2 separate regions of the Zea mays genome follow, and region 2 is linked to region 1. The links are chromatin contacts, called in public Hi-C maps. All regions are on one chromosome and are shown on one strand. Each heading gives the region's core, a stretch centred on a gene start, on an enhancer-like site or on the middle of the called end of the contact. The rest is flanking DNA. Distances are from core to core; before and after follow the strand shown.

The links. A called contact is a pair of places that touch in the nucleus more often than the background predicts.
Region 2: a Hi-C map of leaf mesophyll shows a contact between it and region 1, with 4 times the contacts expected there. The contact joins the promoter of LOC100193751 here to the promoter of LOC100501891 in region 1. A contact is called at or near these places in 2 of 25 Hi-C or Micro-C datasets (ear and leaf mesophyll).

What each region holds. Positions count from the first base shown.
Region 1 is chr2:103,543-110,821 of Zm-B73-REFERENCE-NAM-5.0, forward strand. LOC100501891 reads right to left here and starts at 3,893. Exons shown (of 12, transcript NM_001196530.2): 1 at 3,643-3,893; 2 at 3,408-3,503; 3 at 2,508-2,713; 4 at 2,186-2,416; 5 at 1,881-2,019; 6 at 1,587-1,799. The coding sequence starts at 3,783.
Region 2 is chr2:768,490-775,768 of Zm-B73-REFERENCE-NAM-5.0, forward strand. It overlaps LOC100193751, which reads right to left and starts at 4,231. Exons shown (of 1, transcript NM_001399094.1): 1 at 3,191-4,231. The coding sequence starts at 4,152. The coding sequence ends at 3,259. LOC100501345 (pentatricopeptide repeat-containing protein At3g51320) reads left to right here. Exons shown (of 5, transcript XM_020547962.3): 1 at 1-817; 2 at 921-2,226; 3 at 2,324-2,732; 4 at 2,829-2,887; 5 at 2,970-3,161. The coding sequence ends at 1,501.

The DNA.
Region 1 (7,279 bases), core at 2,643-5,142:
CATCATCTGGGATCTGGTGGACAGAACTGATTTACAGCCGGACATCCCAGATCAGCGTTGTTGGAAGTTATCTTCCTCCAGCCTATGACCCTGTTTGGGACAGCTGCTGCTTGTTGAAAAAGCAGCTTATCTGATAAGCTGGTAAAAAGCAGCTTCTGCTTGTTGGCTGCTTTTAGGTAGTGTTTGGTTGGAGAGCCAAGTAGAACGGAACCGTTCTGTTCCAGTTTTGTTGTTGTTTGGTTACAAAGTAACTAGAACGGAATGGCTCCAATTAGGGAATATTCTCCTCAGATCCGGAACCATTCCGCTCCAAAAAATCAATGGAACGGAGCCGCTCCGTTCCAATCCCGCTCTCACAGTCACGCTCCGTTCCGTTCACTCTGCAACCAAACAAAAAACAGAACCGCTCCGTTCCAGATTACCAAACACAGAACAGAGCGGCTCCGTTCCTAGAATCAGGGATGGAACGGCTCCGTTCTACTTGGCTCCTCAACCAAACACTACCTTAGTTCATTTTGAGAAGCAGCTGAACTGATAAGCTGCTGCAGAAGCTGCCTGTTTGGCAGGACTTCAGCTTAAATTTGTGAAGAAGCTGAAAATAAGTTGTGCCAAACAGGGCCTATATAGCAGCAAGTTGCCCTATCTTACAATGTTCTCAAGGTCCATTAAGTTCTCCCCTTGGAAGAGGATCAGGAATTGTTGGGTTCCCTCAAATTGCAAATTTTCCATGTGGTTGGCTGTTAACAACCGCTATTGGACATCTGACCGCCTAGCTAAACGTGGCCTGCCACATCAACCAGCATGCCCTTTTTGTGACCAATTAGAGGAAACAATTAACCATATACTCACCTCTTGTGTGCTATCCAGAGAGGCCTGGGCTTAGGTTTTCAGAAATCTCAATTTAGCTGCCGTGCAGCAGCCTAATTCCTCTAGTCCCTTTATTTCTTGGTGGAGGCAGACCACTAGAGCTCTCCTGATCTTCGTAAAGGCTTCAATTCTCCAGTTATGTTGGTCTCCTGTGAGCTTTGTAAGCTTAGAAACGCTTGTGTTTTTGAGGGGTGTCGCCCTTGATGTTCAGATTATTCTTCTCTCGGTAGCAGGGGAAGGCCCTTTGTGTTCTCAGGCAGGGGCTACTGGCCTACAGGAGCTCCTCCTGAGGAGTGAGGACTGCTGTCCCCAGGCTGTAGTTGGTCATCGACTGTTAGCCTTGCAGTGTATTTTTGGGTTTGTGGTGTTAATCTACATGATGTGCTCGAGAGGTTTCTGAACCTCTCTTTGGATTTGTTTTACTGTCTTAATGAAATGACACACAGCCTGTGTTGTTCGAGAAAAAAAATATGTAGCAGTGTTTTACAAGTCAGATGCAATGTCATCGATACAAGTGGGCCAAACACTAACAGGAACTGCAGGATTTCTGATAACCAAAAATTTTAGGGACGGCTAAAGGATTTTAACACTCAGTTTAGCCCAAATGGACGTTGACTATAAGGGAAGCATGCAAAGTGTGCTGATATCGATGTGCACTAAAGAGAAATGGTTGGCAACTGAAATACGCCACTGTAGCTATGACAGAATCAGATATTTACCTCTGTTTGAAGCTCGCACATTATCTCGTACATGTCTAACAGAACAAAGAGTTTCTCTGGTGATCGTTTACTCATAGCAATAGCCTCTCCAAAACTGAGTAGTGTAGCCAAACTGTTCTTTGTTATTGCAGCAAAGCACTTATCCCTCAACGATTGACTGCACTCAAAAACTTGGTCGCAAAGTTGGCGCTCCCCAGCAAAAAGAAGTTTAACCTGTCTCAAGCAGAGGCAAATGTCACCAGAGCAATGCTATACCATAACAGAAGACCTGAGGGAGGGAGGGAAATTACTTACAGCAATTCGCATGAAATGAATCCAATTCCCTATTTTAGACTCCAAAATTTCCCACGGCATTTTCTGCACTTCATCTTTGCTAAGTTTTTCAACGCCCAAGTTCTTCAGACTTGATTCTAAAGCTGAAGAACGAGCTTCACTGCACATAAAAGAGAATATGCTTCACTAAGTCACTCCATCAGGTACAACTGTACTGCATCTCTTAGAGTCTTAGCAGACACAACAGGGGCACACAGAAACGAGAAAAGTTTTTTGCATGCCGATAACAATAGAAAGTGCAAAACTATCAGTGTAAATCATTGTACCTATATATTTCTGAGCATTGCTGTTGGCATCCAGCTTGAACCAACTGTTGTGCTAATTTAGAGAGTAGTGGAACAAACTTTGGCTCAATAAGAGCAGGAGGACTATATACAACAGCCTCTGGGTTTTGCTGATTCTCGGATGGGTTTTTCCCACCTTCGGGCTGAGATTCAGACGATGGTCGAAGTGTACTTGGAAGACAATCAAAAAGACGATCAGGCTCCATCGGTTTGCTGAAATCAGTTAGGAGGGTGCACAGCGCAAGGATTAGGTGTGTTTTAGATAGCAAAATGATCAATTACGAATTAATAATGAGACACAAACCTGCGCTGGGATAATTGATTCTGGAATTCACCCTCCATCCTGACAAGGGCCTTAGAAAGGAGCGCGTTTACGTGGTTGAGCACCCCATCGCTACTACGGTAACTCCGATTTGAACTAAAGAAACGCTCAATACTTCTCAAGCGATCAACTGCATCTAGGAAACCTTGAAGGTTCTCATGCGGCCCCTTCTGTATTTCACGCTCTGCCTGTACATATAACAAGTGAAGTAAAGGACATGCTCACAAACAAAACAACCCATCACAAAATAAATAAATAAATAGATAGATAAAATACTACATCCATTAATTTTTTAGATTGCCATTTAGGTGATCAACAGGGTCTCGAACAAGCATGTTGGATCATTGCTTCTCACCACTGCTTTGCAAAGTTGGTACAAATTTGATGGCTTAATAGCATTTTTTTATGATAAATGCAATAATGGTTTAATCTGTGTTACTCACTCAGCCCATAAATTTACGTCATACTGTAGGATGAGAAAGTCTTCCATAGTATATTTTGACCATAGATTTCTCCTACGGTGCATTGTCAATTATTACAAAAACGAACATAATCTTAAAAGTAATTCCAATATGTTGCAACTTTCACGCAATAAACATGTATCTAATGTAGTGATTGTCGGTCAAATTTTGCAAAGGTTGGTTGGTTGTTGTTTCATTTCAACACAAATATGCTTTCACAATGGAGGGGCTACTGACCAAGTTCATAAACTAACTTTTACGGCTCTCATCGCATCTAATAATACAACCAATGTCCAAATTCGCTCCCAACTGTTGTTGTAGGCTAGATTAAACTGCAGGTCCGACTTGCAAGTACGCGGGGATGCACATAGCGTGAAACTCAATCGACGAGCATGGGAGGAGTGAAGTTAGGAGGAAGCACCTCTCGGGTCCTGTCGAACTGGGTGAGGATCACATCCGCGGAGCGCAGCGTGCGGTCGATGTTCTCGTGCGCGGTCCGAACGGCGTGCGTCCTCACCTGCGCCCAGACGAAGCAACGGCAGAAGCAGCAGCAGCATCAGAGCACCAATCCAGAGGCAGTGACGCGGGGAGCCCTAGCAGTAAGATCAAGAGAGACGAAGGCGGCGCCGAGCGAACGAGTGGGTGAGGAGGCGCACCTGGATGGGGCGCATGGCGGAGTCGAGCGCGGTGAGGCGGCTGTCGAAGGAGCCGAGTATGGAGACGACGGCGTCGGTGACCTGCTGGCTCTTCTGCAGCGACTCCCGCAGCAGCGCCGCGCGCTGCGCCAGGCTCTCCATCTCCACCGCCGCCACCCTCTCCCCGGACTCCGGACGCACAGAGAGACGGTTTCGAGGAGAGGCGGATGGATCTGGAGGAGGAGGGGGAGTGAAAGGGGGGCGGTTTCGCCGGTTTGGTTGCGCAGAGCGGACGACAAGGACAGGGTGGGTGTGGGAGAGCAGGGGGGGAGGACCCCACGGTGGCGCCCGGAGCAAGCGAGGGCGGCCGCGGGGGGAGCGAGCAGTAGCAAGCACACCCAATTGCACAAGAAGCAGTTGGCGTTGGCGTTGGCAAGTGAAAAGAGAGCGAGGAGAACGGAACGGGCTGCGGCGGCGGCGGCTGCGGGCTGCCTGTCTGTCCTCCTGCTGTCCAGCTTGGACCGACTGGCTGTGGAATATTCTCTTCTCACCGACATGGTCGTCCCGTCGCTCCCGGTTTTGTATAGGCGGGCGCAAAGTTTTACTTTTCTTTTACCATCCACCACGCTACGCTGTTTCGTTTACTATTTTTCCAAGGACTTTATGCGAGTGGTTTTACTGCTACGAAACGATCAACACAAGAAATAAAATTTGAGGAAACTTCTTTTTCTCGGAAAAATAAATAGGATGTATGCAAGAGTCAAGAGACATGAGTAGTTGAGAAAACTAATCCTAAAGCTAGCTAGGAGCAGAACCCTGCTTAGGGGCCAAGATACGGAAAGTTCTTGCTTCACGTGACTTTTCAAAGTCCACGCTCATGTAAAGTTGCCCATTGAGCAACGAAACCATCCATGTTCTCAACTCCCAAGGGGTTTTGAATTCAGCAATTTTCACCCAGATGAGATGATAATGCATTCCACATTTCCACTTCTTGACGAATAAGAGAAATTATCTAGATTTTTATCATTGTGGGCACATACGGCATAAGTAAAGTACTTAAAAAGAAGAGCTTCCAAGAGAGTGAGGGCATCGGAGAGCGATGTGTTGAATCTGGGCAGGCACGAATAGTTTAGGGATATTTGGACCACAGGATGTGTAATACCATATATTCTTTTGTTATCCATCGATTGATAAACCACAATACGAAGAATATTATAAGCTTATAACACAACTCAACGTCATGACCTTCTAACTTCTTTTTTACCTCTTGGTTTTGGTGGAAATTATAACCTCTTAGGTTGTAATCCACATACATGTCTTACCCTCCGTGTGGAGTGAATTCAACTAAATCCCTTAGATCCTAATATATAAGGCCCCTAACACTACCCTCTCTTTTTATAGTGCAAGTGAGAGAGAAGTTACATTAATCGGACCTTAGATTCGATCAACTAAGACCCATCTGAAAGCATATAGGTAATGATGGATCTAATGATGGGACGGGGTGGGGATCCAACCCTCACTAAAATTTAAAACATACATAGTATGGTCTCATGTGTATTTTATGGTTTTTATCGTTTATCGACATTTTAATATAACACTACTTCAATTTTTTTAATATAATATTATTTCAAACTATTATATATGTCTAATGTGAGTGGTTTAGTGAGATTATATTTTTGTAATGATTTAATTCATTCCCTTCTAAACTTTTTTCTAGCCACGTCCTAGCATATAAGCCTTAAGTGTTTTGGTGATTAATAAATAACATTATTGTGACTAATTGTGTTTTTAGAGGTAAATTTGAGTTAGGTCACAATAATGAACGGTGTTTTGGGCAATGTATGGTTCATATGCCCCTGCTTATGGAATTTGTTTGCGGGTTTTAGAAAGGACGAAGGGCAAGGTTAATGGTAGACTAGTTCTAAGTGTTGATAGACACTTAGAGTAGTTTAAGACTTTGTTGTTTCTTTAACCATACTATAAATGGGTTTGTGAACCAGTAGCTCGATCTATACAAGTCTAATGAGTTTAGTGTGGTGCACACTAGTTCTCTTTTGCTATAGGTGGCTTAGTAGATGCCCAAAACTAGTAAGGATCAAAACCTAATTCTAAAGTTTCAAAAATGAACAAGTTAAAAGGTTTTTTGAGGCATCTATGATACATGGTTATTAGACCATAGTAGTTCGACAATACAATGGGTCTGGTGGTTTATGTGATCAGACTCGTGAGTTTCAAGGATGTGTCGGACTAGTCCGACGACATGTGTAGGACCATACAGCGGAACGATTTTAGCTAAGGTTTTAGCTACATGGTCATTGGACTTTTGTGAACAATTGCTTCATAGCACCAAAGTGTATGGGGCTCCACCGAGCATTGCATAGTAAGAGTGCATCTAGCCCTCTTGTGGGTTTTGGTGATTTGGATAACAACACAATTAAATAATTGTCTAGTTTGCTAAGTGTTGAACAGGAAAGTTAAAGAAGCAATCATGATTCAAAATAGTCAAGAGGCAAAGTTTAATATGAAAATGTCTCATATACACGGATTTCTCATGATAGAAAAGTATAAAGGATCAACATTAAGCAATGATGGTGATATCCCATAGTCAAGGTCATTTGGATATATGGAGATGGGATATTTCATGAAGATCAAAAGACAAAAGACCATCTATTAGATAATCAGTTATTAAAGGATTCGATGTACACTAAAGAGATATGACTTAAGAAATGCTTGGTTAAATGGAGAAGCAAGTACTTGCACTTAGTCAAGTGACCAGTCAAGCCAGATAGAAGTAATACAAGGATGAGTGATCTTTGTTGATAGAGATTGAAGTAAATGAGAGGAAGTGTCAAGCCAAAATGAATAGGATGTAAGGAATCGTAAATTGGTTTGACCATAATGATGTTGGTCCATATATGTTTCTATGAGAATCAAACGGAAGCTTGACTAATCTTAACATTCATATCTAGCTAACATTCAATCAAGGTTCACAATATTGAGTAAATGAATTTTCAATGGATGCTCAATGTAATGTGACTTAGAGGCAGTATGATAATGTGAAGACAGGAAAGGGAAGGACTTCAAGGGGCTAAGCAAAAGAGAAGGTCAAGCGGATGGCTTGTGAACTGATGTATCAAGACTAAGGTGAATAAGAGAGTACTTGCAAGATATCGATTGTGAAAATCATACAGTGATGAAGAACACAACATTAGAATCAGATTGTGAAGAGTCATACATCTCTTGCCTCTCCAATTTCAAATCTTTGAAAAGAAATCTTTGGGTGAATGTAACACCCCAGGCGTTTATCATCTGCTCGACCACTAGTGCGGACGTTAACATGTGATAGCTGTGAATGTAAAGGTCACTAATTTTTAATCAACCTCGTTTATCACGATTTTGATATCGTGTCTGCCTCCGTCTGTCTAAATTTTTCCAAATCTATTTCTTTTAAAATTCAGCCTTTAGTAATCTTCGGAACATCGAATCCAGTATCGTTTGGGTTGAGCCCTCGACGTCTTGCCTAAACTATAATTTTTGAAATCAAATGTAGCTTCTTAAACTTCATTTGAAATTCTTTCACGCTTGCGTTGCACGTGTCTCTCTGTGGCCTGACATCGTGACGCATGTGGCGGGTGCTAACCGACGTCTGGACAGCGCC
Region 2 (7,279 bases), core at 2,981-5,480, 670 kb after region 1:
CTCTTCTCCCTCGATGCTGCACTCCGCGCCCTAGGCCCTCGCATCCCTTTCTCCGCCCTCCTCTCCCTCTTCGCGGCCCTCCTCCGCTCCCACCACCCGCTATTCCCCGACCACTTCTCCTTCCCGCCTCTCCTCTCTGCTGCCGCCTCCTCCACCTCTCCGCGGCTCCACTTCCGCTCCGCGCTCGCTCTCCACGGGCAGCTCCTCCGCCGCGGCCTCCTCTTCTCTTCGCCGCCCCACGCCGCCAACGCCCTCTTCCACTTTTATGCCACTGCCGGCGGCATCTTGTCCGCCCGCTACCTGTTCGACGAAATGCCATTCAGGGACATCGCGTCCTGCAACACCCTGATGACGGCCTTAGCCAGAACACCCAGTGGCTTGGATGCCGCACGCCAGGTTTTTGAGGGAATGCACTTGAGAAATGTGGTGTCATGGAACGTCATGATTAACGGATACGTCAAGGCGAAGCAGCCTGAGCAGGCACTGGAGGTGGTCCGGTGGATGGCAGAGGTAGGAGTTAGGGGAACGGCAATAACCATGGTTGGGGCAGCCACATCATGTGCTAGGCTGGGGAGGTTGGGGGCTGGGAGGGAGGTGCACTGTGCGTTTTTGCGCCGTTTTGAGGATGATAACCTGTTGGTTTGGACTGCATTGATTGATATGTATGGCAAGTGTCGGAGGGCTGGGATTGCGAGGAAGGTGTTTGATCAGCTCAGAATGAGGAACCTGGTATGCTGGAACGCGATGATCATAGGGCACTGTGTGTATGGTGAGCCTGTTGATGGGATCAAACTGTTCCAGCATATGATTGCACTAGGTGGGTTCAGATTTCCAGGATTAGTTCTTCAGGAAGCAACATATTGCTACATTTGCGTTTTTCAACTCTTTCTATATATCTAACTCCTTTGCTGCCTTTTCAGGGAATGTGCAGCCAGATGGAGTCACTTTCATTGGTGTTCTCTGCGCCTGTGCCCGTTTAGGCCTCTTGGAGGATGGAAAGGCATATTTTGAGCAGATGAACACCACATACAACTTCAAGCCGACATTTTCGCACTACTGGTGCATGGCTAATCTGTATGGGAGTGTTGGGCTTCTGGAAGAAGCCGAGGGCCTCTTACAGAATATACCAGAGGATCTGAAGGCACGCGCATTGGGTGGTTTGCTTGGGCTGTGTCGGTTCCGGAGGGATTGGAGACTTGGGGAACGTATAGCTCTCAGGTTGATTGAGCTTGAACCAAGTAACAATGCTCACTATGCCCTGCTTTGCAATGTGTACGCTGCTGCAGGGAGATGGGAAGAAGTTCACAGGGTGAAGGCTATCATGAAAGAGAGAGATGAGAGGTTCAGCCCTGGACATCGTCTGGTAAACTTAAATGAGATTGTTGATGAATTCAAAATTAGGGAGAGGCAACCTGAGAATCAGGAGATATATTTCATCCTGGACGACTTGGTCTCAAAGCTGAAGCTTGATTGCAAAGAAAAGGAGAAAAATGATTTTTGAATAAAATAACTCAAATACACACCTGGGGATCATTTTGGTGCTGCACAGGTTTCGAATGGGCAGCTTCAGGAGGTTAAGTTAGGTTGGGTATGAAGTGGTGCATCTTCAGATGTGTCATTTGTGCAGAACCACTCTCTGATTATGTAGTTGCTAAAATGCTTGGCATCAGTAGTTGGTAGTTGCCAAAAGTGACAATTATGGTACGGTTGAGATGGACAGGAAGAACGAAGAAGTAACAAGCCATGGGAAGCAAAGATAACCTTTCTGTTATTGCCCTCTAACACAAACTGAACATTCTCTAACAAGAACACAAGTATTTTCTGCAAAAGTTTTGGTCAATTGATACCTCAGTCCTTTTTCTAAATGTGTCCGACTGTCCGTGCCTTGTACTATCTTGTGCTTGGGATCTGGCCTTGAGAATAAGATTGCATATTTGCGTGGAGGTAATACTTGGGTTTTGACAGTAGCTAAGTTACCCTGGTATATGTCTTCAGGTATTCAGCCTGTCAGGTACAAGTATTTCTGAAGACCATAGATTAACACTTGAGTTAGACAAGTTGACCACTGTCCTCGCTGGCTTTGTTACTGGGATGGTAGAACCGCTAGTTGACATTCTTTGGTGGCTTATCCTTTTATCTTCTTCCTCACAATGTGATCTGGGGTGTGACTGTGAGTGTGTTATATGCTTTGAAGCACAAGAGAGACAAGTTTGACCTCAACTCAAGGTTACTATTATTCTTCAGAACTCTTTTATTTTTATAAGAGATTAATTTTCATCTATAAGCATCCTGAAAAGTGCTTTTCCTTTGGTTCGTGCATCAGGAGAGCTGGCTCTTGCTCTGCAGTTCTTGGCTTCAATCAATGGTGTCACAGGCTCCAAAGCCTTTGACGGAGTTACATATGTTCCTTGAACTCTCTGGTCGGATTTCTGAGATCTTTTGAGTTTATACCCTGAGATCTGAGAACACTGATAACTGGCATCAGTTGGAAATTTGTGTTCGTGGTGTTCTTCCTCAGCTGATGATATGGCATTTAGTTACTTTTTCTATAAGAAAATCTGAACTACTGTGGTGTCTTCCATTGTCATCAGTCATAAGAATTTATATCATTTCATGAACTGGACATTGTAATACCATCACGAAAGTTAGTGTCATTCCAGAGAATGGTGGGATTCTACAGCAAACCGGGAAGTTGTTCTGTCTCATTAGGAGAGCAACAGAGGGTTGTGATGGTCAGTATTTACTAGCAGGCCACCATTATTTTGCTATCTTTTATTTTATTTTATACACCGTTAGATATCTGAAAGTCACTGTCTTATTTTTGTCAGGCTCATTGTTTTTCCACCATCCTAGCTCCCAAGTGTGGTATCATCGACGAGTGCCTCAAGTAGGTATTCTATGACACTGCTCTTTATTTTCTATTTTCCTTTCTCTTTGCTGATCAACCGTTGTACTCGATTGCAGTGCAGGCTGCTAGTGTTGATGTAGAAGAACATTCATCATCTGTACAGGCCTGCAACTAACTAACATGGCACGCCCGTGGTCACTTCTTCACAACATACCCTATACTGTTAGTCAAAACTGTAGGCTGCTCGGAACAAACTGGCGGCGGCGGCGATAGCGGCTGCTGCTGGTGCTGACTGCTGAACAATCATCATCCCGTAACAGAAACAGAAGAGCAAATTAAGAATTTAAGTAATCAAAGAATCGTTATTTCTCTGTTTGGGAGGCTGTGTACTGTACACGAACAAGAAGAATTCAGTTTGGGAGCTCGAGGCCGTAGAGCACGCCGGCGCACGGCTCCAAGCTGCCTTCCTTGGGGAAGTAGATCCTAGCCATCTCCCGGAAGGTGTCCCAGGTGAGCACGCTGTCGGACGCTGCCTGGTGTCCTTGGCCCGCTGCGCGGCGCACCCGGAGCGCGGCGGCGACGCGCTCGAGGCCGCCCAGCAGCGCGACCTCGCCGTGGGAGGCGCATGCGACCCTGGCCATGTGCTTGACGTCGTAGACGGCGGCGCCGAAGTAGACGCGGACGTAGCGCAGGAAGTCCGGGAGCGCCCTTGGCAGCTTCCGTCCCATGAGCAGCTTGACGAGGTAGGCGAAGTCATAGGCGGAGCTGAAGGTGACCCACGCGACGGCCGGGTTGCAGATGAGGCCCGACGAGGCGAGCAGCGCGGCGAAGGCGCGCGCGGGGACGCCCCTGGCGCGGTGGGCGGCGAGGTCGAGGCCGCTGGCGGCGAGCAGGCGGACCGAGTCCGGCGCGTGGCGGTGCACGCGCGGGTCGAAGCCGCGGAGGTTGATCTGGAAGGCGAGCGCGGGCGGGGAGCCAGGGGACGGCGCCAGGGCCAGGCCGACCTGGATGAGGTGCAGCGCGTCGACGTTGGACTTGAGCAGGGCGTAGCGCTGCGGCGCGGTGAGCGTGGAGTGGTGGACGGCCGGGGGAGGGTGGTGGATGACGCCCGGGAACTCCGTGTCCATGGACACGTAGGGGAACCGCTCGATGGCGGCGCGGATGAGCTTGAATTCGCGGTCCACGTTGTCCGCCCACACCTGACGGATCTCAAGGGGATGGTGGTGGTGGCGGTGCTTCTGCTGCTGCTTCGGCCTCCACCCGCCGGCGCCGCCCACCTGGACCTCGACCTCGACTGAAGGCATGTTAGTGGCAAGGCTTGTTGCGCACTTCTACTTGTGCAGGTTCCGATCCGATGACTGCCGCCGAGACGCGAAGGCTCTAGAGGAGGCTGGAGCGATGGTGGTGGCATGTTGCTGTGGCTGCCGAGGTTTTATAGGGAATGGATCGGATGGAGGAGGGAGGTGTGCAGTGCAGGGCCGGCAGGAGGGTGCGAGGAACGGGAGGACCGGAGGAGGAAGCCGGCGCGCGCGTGGAGATCCGTGCGGCGACAGGGATCGACGGTGGGTGGACGCTGCACAACTTGCACGCGTTTAATTATGGCGTGGCGTGGCGTGCGGTGCGGGGAGAAAAATTGTTAATGATTGGGCCCGATCCGACCAGCAGGCACCGCACCACCAGCTGGACTCACTGGCCTGTTCAACCGACTGGGTCTGGGTCTCCCGCCGCCGTTGCCGGGAACGCGGCGGCGTCGTGTGCTTTTTACACGGTCTTGCTTTCGCCTTCCCCGTGGAAATTGCGCCGTCCCCCGTGCGCGTACGTACCACTCGTTGACTAGCCCCCGTCTCCTCTGGTGGGCTTGGGCAGTCCACGGAGGGCAACACCGCTATCCATACACCGTACTCCTACATGTGATGTGACGTGGCAAACTAGTTAGGTCTTGTTCGGTTAATCCCGTTACTCCTGAGATTGAAAAAAAATTAAGAAGGAGATTGACTTATTTGAGATTTAAATCCACCCAATCCCAATCAATCCATGTGGATTGAGAGCTAACCGAACAAGCACTTAGTTGGATTAGTAAATCCATTAGATCGATTTTGAAGACTTAATGTAGTTTGCTGAAATAGTTTTGCAGATGGATTGAAGACTTAATTGTCAGAAAAGAAGGTGGGTTGTTTGAGAATATAGAAGATAATCTGAAAATGTTTGATATTCCACCTAGCTTTTGTGTTCTTTTTCTACGGACAAAGAAAAACTTCGATGATGACGATTTCACATTAAAGGAGAGGTTTGATAGTGGACAGAGCAGGGCACATTACGTATTCATGCCCTTGTGTAATGAGGGTCATTGTTCATGTTATAGAATGGTAGTGCAAGGGTCCAATATGACATTGCCTAAGGTTTTGGTGGAGAATGGATATAGAAGGTCCTTTGATGGTCTTATAGTCGATGAACAACAATATAGAACCAATGAAGATGCAACACCAGACAACCTAGGAGCCACTTAAGGTTTCTCTAATGAAAGTTGGTGAATCAATTCATTGTTCAGGAAGCTTCTCAACAATAGCTTTTGACATTGGTTCATATGGGCAATACAGGTGGGAGGAAAAGATTGTTGATGATGATAACAACAATTCATATGATTCTGAAGAAAAGGATTACAATTACGAAGAATGTACCTCAACAGAGGGACTCAACTGTTACTTAGGATCGATGGATGATAGAGTGGTCATAGATATGTCCATTCATACTCATGGTTAGTGAGTACACTTCATGTGAGAGGTTAGGCGAAGCACAACAGTACATTCACCTAAGCCTTGCATAGCTACTAATATGTGACAATTAAACTCAATAAACATTGATTTTTGTGGCATTCCACACTACAGGGACATTCGAATGACAGGTAAGGTCATTCACGACACCAGTCTACAATTATGTAAGAAATAATCATACGACCCTTGGGATGGGACAATTAGTAGCATGGTATTCAATACATTGTCTATGTTCAAGCCCTTTCTTCAGGACTATATGGTGCATCACCATAGACCAGTACACATTCAAATCAAAATAGGAGTTACTACATGGTATGCAAGAAAGGTTGTCTTTGGAGGGTTTGAGATCATAAGAAGTCCATTGATGGAAAATGGAGGATAACGAAAGTGGTTCAACCACACACATGTCTAATAAATAAGGGAAAGAGTGCATTCTCATCTCATGGCACATTATCTAGCCAGTCACATATTGGGCCTCATAGATGAGGATACAATATTTCTATGGTGGTGTTGATTTGTTTCATAGTGGGCTTCAAAGGTTACACTCTTAAGCATGAAAATAGTTTGGCATGTGAAAGGGAAATAGGGATTAACCTTTTCCTATAAATAATTTTGGTGGTTGAATTGCCAACACAAATAATTGGACTAACTAGTTTGATCTAGATTATATATTCTACAGGTGCATAAAGGTCCAACACAATCCAATAAAAGATCAAAGTTAGGGTTCAAAAGAAAGGAGCAAAAGAAACCGAAGAGTACCCTGGTCTGGCGCACCGGACTGTTCGGTGTGCCACCGGACAGTGTCCAGTGCACCAGGGTCGTACGACTCTGAACCTTCACCTTTGGGTTTCTCAGGCGTCGCTCCGCTATAATTCACCATACTGTCCGGTGTGCCACCGGACTATCCGGTGCACCAGCGGAGCAATGGCTATCAGCGCAACGGTCGACTGCACAGTGCCCCTGACAGCGCTACAGTTTGTGGCAGAAGTCAGAGCAGAGGCCAGAGGCGCACCGGACAGTGAACAGTGCCTGTCCGGTGCGGCACCGGACTGTCCGGTGCCACCAGAAGTCAGTGCTCCAACGGTCGACTCCGTCAGAACCCTAACGGTTGGGTGACGTGGCTGGCGCACCGGACTGTCCGGTGCGCCCATCGACAGCAGCCACCCCAACAGTTGTTTTAGTGGTTGAGGGCTATAAATACCCCCAACCATCCAAGCATTCAACACTCTCCATTCAATACAAGATCAAAGTGCAACACTCCAAAGACACAATTCAAGTGATCAATCCAATCAAAGTTCCCGATTCAAATCTAGTGCATTAGAACTTGTGAGAGGATCATTTGTGTTTCTTTGTTGCTCTTGTTTGCTTGGCTTGGCTTTCTTTTCTTTCTCACTTCTTACTCTCAAGTGCTTTGTAAGAGAGGCAAGAGACACCAATTGTGTGGTGATCCTTGCGGGATCTAAGTGACCCGTGAGATTAAGGAAGAAGCCTCACTCGGTCTAGGTGACCGTTTGAGAGAGGGAAAGGGTTGAAAGAGACCCGATCTTTGTGACCACCTCAACGGGGACTAGGTTCTTTAGGACGATGCATTAAATGCTTTATAGCCATTGATATAGCCGTTACTGCTGACCGTTGCGATTTTAGCCGTTGATGTGCAGGG